Linked DNA regions of Mus musculus: regions 2 and 3 are each linked to region 1. Evidence: chromatin contacts called from public promoter capture Hi-C data. All regions are on one chromosome and are shown on one strand. The core of a region is the stretch at or near the end of the contact, and the rest is flanking DNA. Distances in the headings are between cores, read along the strand shown. Region 1 holds the start of Vax2 (ventral anterior homeobox 2). Region 2 holds the start of Wdr54 (WD repeat domain 54). Region 3 holds the start of Ccdc142 (coiled-coil domain containing 142).

What was found. Promoter capture Hi-C pulls out the DNA fragments that hold promoters and counts their contacts.
Region 2: a contact with region 1 is called in a promoter capture Hi-C map of stem cell-derived epiblast-like cells, with 3 times the contacts expected there. The contact joins the promoter of Wdr54 here to the promoter of Vax2 in region 1. A contact is called at or near these places in 8 of 39 promoter capture datasets (the C10 cell line, embryonic stem cells, hematopoietic stem and progenitor cells and 4 more), 2 of 484 Hi-C or Micro-C datasets (both in embryonic stem cells), 8 of 115 datasets of contacts at active chromatin or transcription factors (embryonic stem cells, large pre-B cells, memory CD8 T cells and 2 more) and 2 of 9 other capture datasets (adipose tissue and pancreatic islet).
Region 3: a promoter capture Hi-C map of stem cell-derived epiblast-like cells shows a contact between it and region 1, with 2.8 times the contacts expected there. The contact joins the promoter of Ccdc142 here to the promoter of Vax2 in region 1. A contact is called at or near these places in 6 of 39 promoter capture datasets (cranial neural crest, embryonic stem cells, pre-B cells and 2 more) and 2 of 115 datasets of contacts at active chromatin or transcription factors (embryonic stem cells and large pre-B cells).

Annotation. Positions count from the first base shown.
Region 1 is chr6:83,708,838-83,713,316 of GRCm38.p6, forward strand. Vax2 (ventral anterior homeobox 2) reads left to right here and starts at 2,402. Exons shown (of 3, transcript NM_011912.4): 1 at 2,402-2,706. The coding sequence starts at 2,460. It overlaps Vax2os (ventral anterior homeobox 2, opposite strand), which reads right to left and starts at 3,364. Exons shown (of 6, transcript NR_002871.2): 1 at 3,266-3,364; 2 at 1,897-1,988. Gm32943 (a long non-coding RNA gene) reads right to left here. Exons shown (of 4, transcript XR_003956456.1): 3 at 4,223-4,411; 4 at 3,961-4,087.
Region 2 is chr6:83,154,561-83,158,495 of GRCm38.p6, forward strand. It overlaps Wdr54 (WD repeat domain 54), which reads right to left and starts at 1,819. Exons shown (of 11, transcript NM_001362119.1): 1 at 1,755-1,819; 2 at 1,615-1,685; 3 at 1,089-1,311; 4 at 918-980; 5 at 510-576; 6 at 362-415; 7 at 1-67. The coding sequence starts at 1,310. It overlaps 1700003E16Rik (RIKEN cDNA 1700003E16 gene), which reads left to right and starts at 1,844. Exons shown (of 4, transcript NM_027948.1): 1 at 1,844-2,030. The coding sequence starts at 2,013.
Region 3 is chr6:83,099,614-83,104,159 of GRCm38.p6, forward strand. It overlaps Ccdc142 (coiled-coil domain containing 142), which reads left to right and starts at 1,903. Exons shown (of 9, transcript NM_001081266.1): 1 at 1,903-3,025; 2 at 3,345-3,431; 3 at 3,507-3,656; 4 at 3,789-3,919; 5 at 3,999-4,112. The coding sequence starts at 2,071.

The DNA of each region.
Region 1 (4,479 bases), core at 1,152-3,651:
CTTAGCAAGGACAGCACTAAAGAACACAGTCTCCCTAAGTGCAAAGACTGGCCAGAGACCAGTGGCACCAAGGAACCGGATCACCTGAGAGCTTCCAGGTCACCTGGAGACCCAGAAGAGTCCGAACTTCCAGACTCTAGTTCCAAAGCACTCTCCAAAACCATCAGCCTCTCCAGGAAGGATGGTTCAGCTCACTTGGGGACCAGAGCCCAGAAAAGGCTCCTGGAAAAAGACTTGATTGACCTCCTCCACCAGTGAAGTGAAGATTTAACATCATGAAAAGAAGCTGGTGGTGGCACATACCTTTATTCCCAGAACTTAGGCGGCAGAGACAGATCTCTGAGTTTGAGGCCAGCCTGGTCTATAGAGTGAGCTCCAGGACAGCCAGGGCTACACAGAGAAACCCTGATTGGAAAAACCAACCAGAGAAAACATTGTGAAAAGACGCAACTCTGCTTTTGTCGGCACAAACACAGCTTTGTAGGTGGCATGGGAGGCTGCTTGGGTGGAGGGTATGAGGTCTAGCTTCCACTAGTTTCTTCCGCTTCTGTTTTTCTATACTAGATGTAGGGCATACTTTGAGAAAGCCAGAGATGAGATAAATGCAGATGGCTCAGGTAAGGTGGTCAATGGGGGAGGGGGCTGTGGGGGCTGCTGAGAAGTCCTACTGCCCTCCAGAGGGCAGGCTAGGAGGGGACCAGTACAAGGCTGGCCACTTTGCCTAGGTCTCAGATGGGTTCCAGTTCTCTGGTTTCCTTAACTATGCAAAGTGCTGGTGCTTTCTCAGCTCCCTCTTTTCTTCTCTCCCATCCTGTCCTCATTCTCTCCTTCCTTCCCTCCCTCTTCTCTCTTCCATACAACCAGCAGGCACTGACAGTCCACACTGTCCCCTCTGCCGGCCAATTACACACCATGGAAGCCATACCCCACCCCCACCCCCGCTCCTTTCTTTGCGAATAGGGCCCAGCAGGCATCCTCTCTTACCGCTGTTCTTTCCTTTTCCAGCACTACAAGAATCAGTGAGAATCGCCAAGTCACATCTACCACCTCTCCCAAAATCTCCAACCGTTTTCACACACACACACACACACACACACACACACACCACAGACCAAGGCACTGACTGACTCCCCACACCCAACACCTGTTCAACCTCAGAGACAGAGACCCCACAAGCCTACCCTTGGTGGTCACAGACACCCGCTACCAGATCTTGGGATCTCCTGAAGTACTTTGGCTTGGACTCACACCAAGCATTTGGCTCACCCCTAGTACCTAGTTTATTCCAAATCTGCAAGTGGAAGAAAGGAAGAAGAGTCTGAAGGATCGGGATACTGGCCTTTAAAGGAGCCATAGACCCTCGGTTACACACACCATCCTTCTCAATCTTTCCCCCAAACCTCTTTTTAAAGCTGAGTCAAATACAATGAGACTGTTCCCCACACTTCCTGACACTGTCTAAACAGAAGCGGGACTCTGCAGAACGTGTAGCCAAGAGGACACAGGCTCCTGTCCAGAGATCCGTCTGGAGCAGGCACTGAACAAGGGGCTGCTCCAGGACAGAAGCGCGAGAAAAAAAAAAAGCCCGTGCTCAGTCTCATTCTCTAGGTGTCAGTCCCAGGAGTGACAACCTCAGAGCTGCGGGAGAGCCCAGCGTTTGCTCTTGGCAGTACAACCTGGCGGTCTGCCGGTCCAGCTCCGCACCTCACCCTGGCTGGGGACAGCATCCGCCTCCCGGGCTTGTCTGGCGAAACTCGCGGGATCCCCACAATAAGTGGCTGTTCTGTGTGCCTGAGTGTGAGTGCCTTGGTTGGGGGACGCGTGCCCTGAACCCCAGACCTACACCCCACTCTCTACCGTCGCCCCCACCGCACCAAGTTCCGGAGCCCAGCAAACCTCCTCTTTTCTGCCGGGTCGAGTCAGGGTCGCCTCCTCGAGCTCTGAGTTTTCCATCAAGCGGAGCCAGACTGAAAGCTAGGTGCATTTCCCTGGAGATATAGGGAACAGAGGGAAGAGGGCGAGAGGGACCAATGGGTAGGGAGTAATAAAGTTTATGAGAGGGTGTGGGGCGGTCTTCTGTACCACGGGGCTGTCCAGTCTCCCATTGCCAGGCTCTAAACACCGCCCCACGCGAGGAGGCGCGAAGACACCATCCCCTCCCCCTTCTCCACATATCTCTTTTCCTCCTATCCCTCCTCCTTCTCCTCTTTCCCTCCCCTTGTCTCTCTTCCCCTCACTCCCTCCTCCTTTTTTCCTCCCCCTGAACGAACTCCCGTTGCGCTGCGCCTACTGGATCCACCCAGAGTCCTGGAACCCCAGCTCGCGCCCAATCGCCGACGGGGGCGGGGCCTGTAGGGGGCGGGGCAGATGGAGGAAGGGGTGGGGAGGGGCAGGGAGGGACCTGCTACCCTGAGCTAGGACTAGCGGCTGCTGTGGCCCAAGCAGCAGTGGCGGCGGGCATGGGCGATGGGGGCGCGGAGCGGGACCGCGGCCCCAAGCGCCGGGAGGAGCCTGGTGGCCGCAGCGGGCGTCACGGAGAGCACCGCGGAGCGGAAGATTTGCGTGCTGACACAGGTAGCGCGAGTCCGAGGGAGATTGCTGGGACCTCCGCCTCCAGCCCTGCGGGCTCCAGGGAGAGCGGAGGGGACAGCGACGGACAGCAGGCGCTCGGTGAGACAGACCACTGCCGCCGCATCCTGGTACGAGGTAAGGGGACAGCCGCAGCTCTGATTCCCTGGGCCACCAAGCTGCCTTTCCTGGGGCCTCCGACATCCCTACAACGTCCATCTCTCAGATCATACAGTGGTTCATTCATTTGGTAGTTCATCCTGTAAATACTCCGAGTGCCTATTGTGTGCGGGACACTGAGCTGAACGCGGGGGACAAAGCAGGGGGCTGGACCTTGTTTCGTCCTGCTGGACCGGTGCTCTCTCTCTCTCTCTCTCTCTCTCTCTCTCTCTCTCTCTTTCTCTCTCTCTAGGCCCATCCGGGCTGGTTGGTGTAGTAAGGACACGAATCAGTTGGAGAAGCCCGACACCGAGAGCCAGGGCCTCCGCGCCGGGGTCCCCGGAGCAAGGGCGGAGAAAGTCACGCGCGCGCTGTAGGGACAGGATTGGGAGGGACCCGAGTGGGCAGCTGCTGAGGAAGGCTGGGCCACGCAGGCAGTCGGATGCGTCCCCGCTTCAACCCAGCCTTATTTCCCAGCACCTAGCCTTGCGTGGGTTGAGGCTTAGAGATGGCTGGGTGGGCGGTAGGGTAGCCTGACCTGCCGCGGCTCCGCTGCTCCAGTTTTCCCACTCGCTTGGATACCGCCGGCTCCGGCGCTCCTCCGCCTGGCCTGGCCGCCTGGCCTGGCCGACGCTTTCTTCCTCGGCTCCACCCGCCCTCACCCGAAGTCGGAGCCCCTTCACCCATCCCCCTTCAACCCCCGCAGCAAACTTGCTTTCCCGGCACTCTCCTGCCATCGCTCATCCAGATCCAAACCTCCAATGCCAGTATCCTGGGTCTGGGCCTCTCCCAGGTAGACACTTGGAGAAAGAAGTCTCGGGTCCTGCGGTCAACTGGATCCTAGGCCTGAGGCCTGTTGTTTTTCCGCCATCCTGGGGTTTCGGACTCACTCACTTGGCTTCCCCCAGCTGCCTCCCACAGGCCTCAGGAGGCCTGTAGCCAACTTTCTTTTACGGAGGGAAACCTAGGTTTCTGTCACCCAAGTCAATATCTTAGAGCAGGTGGAGTACAACTTTCCTGACCCCCACCACCACTGTCACCATGTGAGTGGCCCTGGGGATCTGAGAGCCAGCTAGGGCAGGGCATGGAGGTACAGGAAGCTCTCTTAAATTAAGACGCTGCCAGGGACCCTGAATAAAGAAACACTCCTGGGAATAGGTGTGGTCATTGGAAGGCTGGGTGGCTACTGCCATTCTAGGGACCCGCTTGATGGTGTAAGACAGTTACACCACCAGGAATCCCCGCAGGTGTGAGGACTTGTAGGTTACCTGGGGTTAATATGAATTCCCTTTTGTCATCTGAGGGGTTCTAAGGACAAGGAGCGACCACCAGTTGAGTTTCGTTGAGGGAATCTGCAAGCCTTCCAGAAATGAAGACACAGCCTAAGCTCTTAGGCTAAGGACCTTGCCAGTGCTATGCATTAAGAATAGGCGTCTCCCCTGGTCAGGATGACTGAGTTATGCGCCCAAACACCATCTTCCTCCATTCTACCAACCTTTATGTAGATCAAATAAATCTTGCTCGTGGGCATCAGTGGGACTGTCTCTGGTGCAGACTTGCAGAGGTGGGAGTAAAATGTGGCCCTCTGTCCTCTGGGATAGAGCCATTTAAGTCAAGTAGAGACGCGCATGCCGGGTACCTCTTCAGGGGTATACTTTTATAATGTACCCACACAAGGTAATTCCTTTACATTTGTAAAATATAATGGAAATATTAAATACAAGTACAGTTATCCACTGGACTGAAATAAAA
Region 2 (3,935 bases), core at 569-3,068, 550 kb before region 1:
TCGCTGAGTACAATGTTGGGACCCTTAGCGGGGATATCAAAGACCAGTACTCGACCGGAACACGTTCCTGCAGCCAGAACCAGTGTCCCACTGATGGCTTCCTGAGTCCTCTGGGTCTCCAGTCACCACAGCCAGCACCCCCTCTATCCCAGAAGTCTTAGTAATAAACTCAGTACTCCCACAGGCCTGACTTTCCATTCACTATCCCTCTCTAAATGTTTTTCAGAGTCTCTGATACCCTTCCTTCCCAGCTTCCCTCTAACTCTTCCTAAGTTCGTCAACCCCTCAGCATCCTCTTGGCTGAGACCCCACAATCATGTACTTCACATACAGGCCCTAGCCCTGTCTCTAGTCTGCTCACCCACACAGATGAAGTGGACGCTGGCAGCAATTCCTCGGGCAAACATAGCCTGTACTGAATACAAAAGCAGCTCTCAGAAACAGCACTTCCCCCAGCCCCAGCGAATTCTCCCAGCCTCCACCCCTGCTCCACATGGTCCTGAAGGTACCTGAAGAAGCATCGCCTGAGTCCAAGGCGTGCCAATAAACCATGACGGAGCCATCAGACTCATACATCTGGAAGATGGGGGCAAGGATGAGAGCAAGATCCAGATGACCCTTGTTGAGTTCTGGGCACTTCACCCAGCCAGGTAAGTCCATTGGAATCCTCAAACTCTGTTCTGGGAGGCAGGCACTATTCTTATCCATAGTTTTCAGAGGAGGACACTGAGGCTACCCGTGCCCAAGGGTCACAGAGTTAATAACAGAAGCAAACTGCTGATGCAGAATTGAAGAGTGAAGAAAATGGAACAAAAGAAGACGAAAAATAGAGGCAGAGTGGGCTGCGCATGTGACATCTAAAAGTGTTATTGGGTGGGGGTGGCGCTGGAGAAAGGGCAGGAGGGTTCTATTCTCACCTGTATCCCTCGATGCGAGGTGAGGACCAGCAGTACTCTGAAGGGGAGGACACACCAGTGAACCTGGAGAGACGCGCATCATAGAAGAGGACATAAGGCGTCAAGAGGATAGGTATTCAAGAACAAGGATCGCACTGATTTAAGCAACACCTCTTTCACTCCTTGCCTTACCTGAGTGATAAGTGGGGGACTCACTCCAGCACCCTCTTTAACGTGGAGCTGGCGCTGGGCCAAGGGCACACCCTCAGGGGCAGCACTGAGAAGCTGGGCGCTCGGTCCATGAACCACCCCAAAATGCGTGAGATCACGGGCTGGCAGCTGCAGTACACTGAGGTTGTTAGACAGGGCGGCGGCAGAGCTACGAAGTGGGATGGAGCGCTCGCGGCGGAACATTCTGAGAGAGAGAGAGAGAGAGAGAGAGAGAGAGAGAGAGAGAGAGAGAGAGAGAGAGAGAGAGAGTCCTAGAGTCACGGCACGACAAATAGGGAGAAGGCCACTGGGGACACTGGGACAGGGGAGAAGGACAATGAGATGCAACCAGGAGACACTGAGAGAGACCCTTGATTGATAGGATCCCCGAGGAAAGTGATGGATAGTAGTCACAAGGAGGAGAGGATCCCACGGAGCTGGAGAGAGCCCCAGGGTTGAGTGTTGCAGCCACCAGGGAATCCCGCAATAAGAATGATGATGTAAATACCTGCTAGTACGGAACGTCTCAGCTAAAATGCAGAATGTGGTCTCCAGCTCTTCTTCCCACAGCTTAGCTACCTGAAGGCCCACGCCAAGGTTAGAGGTCACACCTGCAACCCACCCCCACCACCCTCAAGTGTGCCTTGCCTGACGCCGCGATCCTAAGGTCCCTCCAAATCCGCCGCCACCATAGAGACGACGCACCGACGCACGGCCTCTGGGCGTGGCCTGTGGCTGGAACTTGCGGCGCGCAGCTACGCGGTTACCAAGCAACCGTGGACCACGCCAGGGACCCTCAGCGGGGCCTGGTTGCCGAGGAGACCGTTGGGTCGCGGCCACTGCAGCTACAACGATGGAGGGTCCTGAAGGCAGCTGAAACACCGCCTTGGAGTGACTGTCACGAAAATGAGTCACGAAGGCTCGGTGAGTTTCAGCTAGACTTAGGGAGTGCGCAAGAACTGGGGTTGGCCGGTATCGAGGCAGTGGACTAGCTCTAGGTTCGAGATGGGCATGCCTGTACCTCGGTCCCTGAGGGAAAGGGTCAACGGCTGGACCAGGCCAAGGGCAAGCGAATTCGGAAACAGCTGAACCACTAGTGCAAATAGTAATTCCTTTCTGACCAGGAACCCGTGTTGGTGGGTAAACCAGAGGCACTAGGAAGAGGGTCTGATGGATGAATCACTATCTTGACAATTTCAGGACTACGAAATGGATCAAACAACTGTGAGGGTGACCTTAAAACTTACTTTATTATCATTATTACTTTTTTTTTTTTTAAATCGAGACAGTCTGATTATATAGACCATATTGGCCTCCAACTCAACTCTGCCTCCAGAGTGCTGTGATTAAAGGAATCACATGCGCAACCATGGCTTGCCTTTTATTTTGAGACAAGGTCTCAATGTGTAGCCCTGGCTGGTCTAGAACTCACAATATAGACCGGGTTGCCTTTGAACTCATAGCTTCTTCCCATACCAACACTCTCCCATCTCACTGGTCAAAAACCAATTACCTTTAAGTCAAAAAAAAATTTTATGTATATGGGTGTTTTGTCTGCATGTGTGTTTGTGTACTGTGTTCATGTCTGATGCCTGCAGAGGCCAGGAGAGAGGATCAGATCTCCTGGAACTGGAGTTACAGTTTGGAGCCATCACATGGGTGCTAAGAATCAAACCCAGGCCCTCTGCAAGAGCGGTCAATGTGGGGTCAACTCTCTTACTCCCAAAGTCAAGGCATTTTAAAAAATAAAACAGATTGGTAGGACCTCGAGAAAATGAAAGAGTAAAAAATATCTCTGTTCTCTTGTGTTAAGTGCACGCCACATCTCTGTCCTAGCTGTGGGGGGAGGCCTAAGGGATCGGTTCTTTGGTTTTGCGTTGGCTTTGGGCTTAAGGAAGCAAAGCTTTAGATGGAGAACTAGGCAGCCGCTTGGTTTCTGGGAATTCAAGGCCAGGAACTGAGAATGTAGAGAACAGAAGACACCGGATTGCCTGAGAGAATGAATATTGGAGAATATAAAATAGGAAACAATTAGGTAGATAGATAAAAACTTATATTTGGAGGTAGATTTTGGAAGGAACCATCTTCCTTCATGGTCTCACTTCATGGCCCAGTCTGGCCTTGAACACATGACAGCTGCTTCAGGCTTCTGAGTGCTGGGTTTATTGCTGTGAGCCACCACACCTAGTTCTGGCCCTCTTTACAATTTTTTTTATTATTATTATTACTTATCTACATCTCTTTTGTGAAGTATTATGTCCCTAGGTTACTTTTGGGCTTTTCTTAGTTACTTATCTCTTGCTGTCACAAAACACCATGAGCAAAGAAACTTATAAAAGGAAGTGTTTAATTTGGGGTTCACGGTTCCAAACGGTTAAGCACCCAGGAGCATCACGAAGGGGAGCACAGACAGGCATGGTGCTGGAGGAGTAGCTGAGAGCCCACGAGGCAAAGAGAGCTAACTGCAAATGATGGGCTTTTGAAACCTCATCTCTGGCCCCTACTCCCTCCCTCCCAACAAGGCCACACCTCCAAGTCTTTCCCAAACAGTTCAAATAGGAATTTATGGGGCTGTTCTTATTCAAGCCGTCACAGGAATCTTTAATGATTTGTTACATTTATTTGGGGTGGGGTGGGGTGAAGGCGGGGCGTGTGCCATAGTGCACGAGTGGAGGCTGGAGGGTGACTTGAAGGAGATGGCTCTCTCCTTCTACCTTGTGGTGCTGAGAATCAAACTTTTGTCATTAGGCTGGGCTATGAGTACTTTTACCCAGTGAGTCACCTCACCAACCCTCATTTTCTTTATCTATCTCATGTATATGTGTACAC
Region 3 (4,546 bases), core at 653-3,152, 610 kb before region 1:
GCTGTCCTGGAACTCATTTAGTAGACCAGGCTGGCCTTGAACTCAGAAATCCGCCTGCCTCTGCCTCCCAAGTGCTGGGATTAAAGGCTTGCGCCACCACCGCCCGGCATTTTCTTCTATTTTTGAATTATATGTATCTTAGTGCGGGCATGTGCAAGCATGTGAAGGTGCCTCCAGAGACCAAAGATGTCAGAGCCCCCAGGAACTGGAGTTACAGGCTGTTTCAAGCCAACTGCACAGGGGTCCTCTACATGAGCAGTCAGGCTAAAGCACCTCTTCAGCTTCAATTAGTTAGTTTTGAGACTTCTTGACTTTGGAGGCAGGTGCTCATGAATCTACGGCGGGGGCCAATTTTTATGTGACCTGTAACTGATCAGTATTAGCTCAGGACCACCTGCCCCTGCCCCCTGCTCCAGACCAAGTTCTCAGCACAAAAGAAATTTATTTGCCCTAGAGTGACAAAGGGCAGGTAATAAGGGACAAAGACAGGAGATAGAGGACCAGGAAAAAGAGGAAGGGAACAAAGGAGAGGAGACAAAAGGGGCAAGGGTGTTTATCCTGGAGGACAAAGGACTACCTCTGGATAGAGAGGAGACAGTTGTGGCCCATAGACAAATGGAGTTATGATAGTAAAGGGGGAAACCCGGGTTAGGATGAGGTGTTTAATTTTGATCGGGTATGCTAATTAGGTAAACTAAAGGGGGCCTTTTGATTGCTGGACTTCAGTACTTTGATAGCCATACCTTGGTAGTCAGCCTTAGAAGAAGGAAGTGGCCAAATAAGGGAATAGACCTCTTGGCTAGTTTTAGAAATGTAACAATGTTTTTTGGTTTTGTTTTGTTTTGTTTTGTTTTGTTTTGTTTAGCAAGGCAGGGGGAATGGTTTTGCCAGAACAGTGCCCACATGAGAGTTAGCCAGAGTCCCTTCATAACCTGGATCTTTAGCCTGAGGACTTGTTGACTCTGAGAGTCTAGAAGTGAATGGCCAGGAAAACTGCTGTATATTTACTTAGTCTTTCGGTGATCCCATATCTGATCCTCTCTCTCCCTCAGTAACTGTACCAACTACTTCAGGAATCTAACCCCCTATCTCCAACCTTTTAAACCACTCTCAGAGGCTGGGTCTCACACTGTAGCCTAGGCTAACTTGAAAGTATGTTGGCCAAGTGTCGACCACCTCTAGACAACCCTCCTGCCTCAATCTCTTAGTGCTGGGCAGTAATAATATTCTTTTCCATGCTGTGGGGTCTTGTCCTCTGTTCACAATATATTCCCAAGCACTTGTAACTACTGCCTTGACCTCAAACTGGAGACCCTCAAATGCTCAATTTTGCCTGCTTAGAGCATTGCAGCAGCAGCAGCAGCCCGAGGACCCCTTGCTGTTCCTTTGCCTAAGATCTTTATGAGTAGGGTCCGAACCAGCTGCTTCCCAAAACTCTCAGAGATGACTGAAAGAAAACATAAAAGAAGTTGAAGCTGGCTGTGATGACACACATACACACTCTTAACTTAAGCCAGGAAGCGGAGGCAGGCTGACAACTCTGAGTTCGAGACCTGCCTGGTCTACATGAGAGTTTCAGGATAGCTAAGAACATACACAGTGAGATTCAAAGAGAACTGAACAACAACACGCCCACAAATGAACACGAAGACAACGATCAAAGCAAAAGCAAACTGAGGTCTCGCTTTCCTCTTTTCTGTAGTAGACCGCCGCAGGACCCCCAGAGGGCAGACTGCAGGAAGGCGGTACACTAGGAAGTCAGGGATGGCGGAGACATGGGTCTCCTGCTGTCAAGTCACACCTAGCTTGACTCTCCCTACAGCATTTAGCATCAGCGCCACCTCCCGTTAACGGTGACAGGAAAGTCTAGCTAGAATTTGATAGTCGTTAAGGGCCGGGAAAGAGTAAGTGGGTGGCCATCTTTGTTAGGGGCAGAGGTCGTGGCTACGGAGCCCCAGTAAGACCACGAGACTTCCGGCTAGCTGGTGAGTCCTGGCGCCCACGGGCGTGGAGTGCGACGGGAAGCGGGGAGGCGGCGAGCGTTAGGTTCGTTTGGGACTCGCCGTGCAAATGGCACGGGCGTCCAGCTCTAGTGGCCCTTTGCCTCCACTCGCTAACGTACCCTCGTCGTGGGCGCAGCCCGTGGGCGCTGGGGAGGAGCGGGACGAGGGGAGGCGTGGAGGGCTAGGGCTACTGGCTGCGGTGAGCGTCCCGTGCCCGGACTTCAGCAGACAGCCGTGGGCTCCCGCGTCTGCAAGCGGCCCGATGCCCTTCGCTCTTCAGCGGCTCCGGGCCACATTGCTTCGTCTGCACCGCGAGCGAGAGCAGCTCCTGCGGGCCCGGGACTGCGCCCGCCACCTGCAGGCGGTCGTGCGGCTGCTCCGCTCCGGCTCCTCGGCCGGTTCCCTCTCCCTGCAGCAGTTGCACGGCGATTTACAGCTGTGCCCATCTCGTGGGGCGGCTCTGCGCCTCGGCTTCCCGGGCTCCAGGGAGACGCTTCTCCTGACTCGCCCTGTCGGGCTAGCTGCCCAGCACTTGGAGGCTGCCATCGAGATGCAGCTTCGTTCACTGGGCCGGACACCCGCTAGCCTGGGCCTGACATCCCAGCTAGCCGAACTGTTGCTGGCCCTTCCCTTCTACCACACTCTGCAGGGACATTCCCTGAACTTCGTCCCCGGGGCCGCGCGCCCATTCCCCGCGGCCCGTGTGCTCCAGCTCCTGGCTGCAGAGCGGGGTTGTCAGGTGGCAGATAAGCTGGCTGAAGCCCGTGGCGGATCGGGCTTGCAGGAGCAGCTCCGTCGGCAGTGCGAGCAAGAGCGAGAGCTGCTGCCCGGGCTGCTGGGCCTGGTAGGGGGCGTGGCTAGCACCGACAGCAGCGGACTGAGGCTTGGGGGACCTGGAGCCCTGTGGAGCCAGTATTGGACCTTGCTGTGGGCAGCCTGTGCTAAGTGTTTGGACCTACGCGTGGGACCCTGGGAGGACCCTAGAGCAATGGCACAAGAGCTGAGTCAGGCACTGTGTCAAGGTAAGCGAGGGGTCCGAGCTGGCATTTGGAGGTTGTGGTGAGGGTGTCTTTTTCCCTTTACCCTCTCTCAACTCCAGCCTGTCAGCAAGCGCAGGGCCTTGAATGAATGAACTTCCCCGAGTTTAAAGTATAGCGTTTAGGGTTTCCCAAGGCCACGCAGCTTCCCATAGCAGTCTTTATTTAGGTTTTAGTCCACACTGGCCTGGGACGCTGGTCTCAGCCTCCTGCCTCCGGAGAGCCACCATGCCTGACTTGAGTGGAGTCGGCAGGGGCTGTCACCAGGGATTTGTTTCCAGGCTTCCTTCATTTCTCCCATCAGCACCCCTGCCTCAGGAGTGTGAGAAGGAGCTGTTGTCTCTGTGTCACAGCCTGTTTCACCAGTCTGTCATCTGCAGCTGGGACCAAGGTAAGGAGAAAAGGACATTGGGGTGACCCAAGGATCCTGTTGCGCACCCCCTCAGACTATATTTTGTCATGCCAGGGTTCTGCCAGGCCTTAGGATCAGCCCTGGGTGGTCAGAGCAGCCCTGCGTCACTGTCTCCTACCTCTGAGCTGCTGCAGCGGCTTTTTCCTCCCCTCTTGGATAGCCTTCGACAGCCCAGGCCAGAACTTAGGCTGTGTCCGCCTGCAGGTGAGACAGGAGGTGTGGAATGGGAGGGCAGGGGGCGGGGCAGTTGTTATCTTTTGCCTGTCCTCTGTTCTGAAGCTGGCCTTCTCCTGGAGGTGACCTATGAACCCTAGGGTACTGTCCTTCCCCTCCCAGGTCCTACGCCTGTCGCTCTGGGGCTCTGTACCCTGCAGACCACCTTGCTCTGGTTTGTGGGCAGAGCTCAGCAGCACCTGGCAGCGTGGGACCCCGGTTCCTTCTTGCTCCTGCTCCAGAAGGATCTGCCTGTGAGTGGCCCAGAGCTGGGAGGGAGCAGCCTCCCTCAGTGGCCTGAGCTGAGCCCTCCCTCTCTGTTTCTGCCCACAGCCTCTTCTGTCTGCGGTGGAGGCGCTGTCCAGCCTGGCCTCCGAAGCAGCGCTCACTCTGGAGGTGGAGCAGCAGCTGGGCCTAGAGATCCACAATTTGACTGAAAAGATGCAGGTGAGTGCAGAGACCTGAGAGTGGCAGCGTAAGTGTGTGCCTAGAGAACAGGGCTGGGGACCTTGCGATCTCCAATCTCCTTAGTCTCTGCTAAAGTTTTCTCTGTTGGCTTCTTGTTCTTTACTATGGAAAAAAATTCAAATATGGTCATAATAGTAATCAACTCATGGTCAGTTATGATTCATACTCCCTTGCTACTCCCTAATAGTGTTAGCCAATGACATCATTGTTTAGACTTATTTCATTAGCGACTGCATAATTATGTCTTTTACTTTTCCTAGTAGTGTTTAATTCATTATTCTCTTTAAAAGTGACATTTGTATATATTATTGTATATATATACATATACTATATATATACATACACACACATATACACACACTATATATATAGTATGTGTATGTATACATATACATACATTTGCTTGCCTCTGC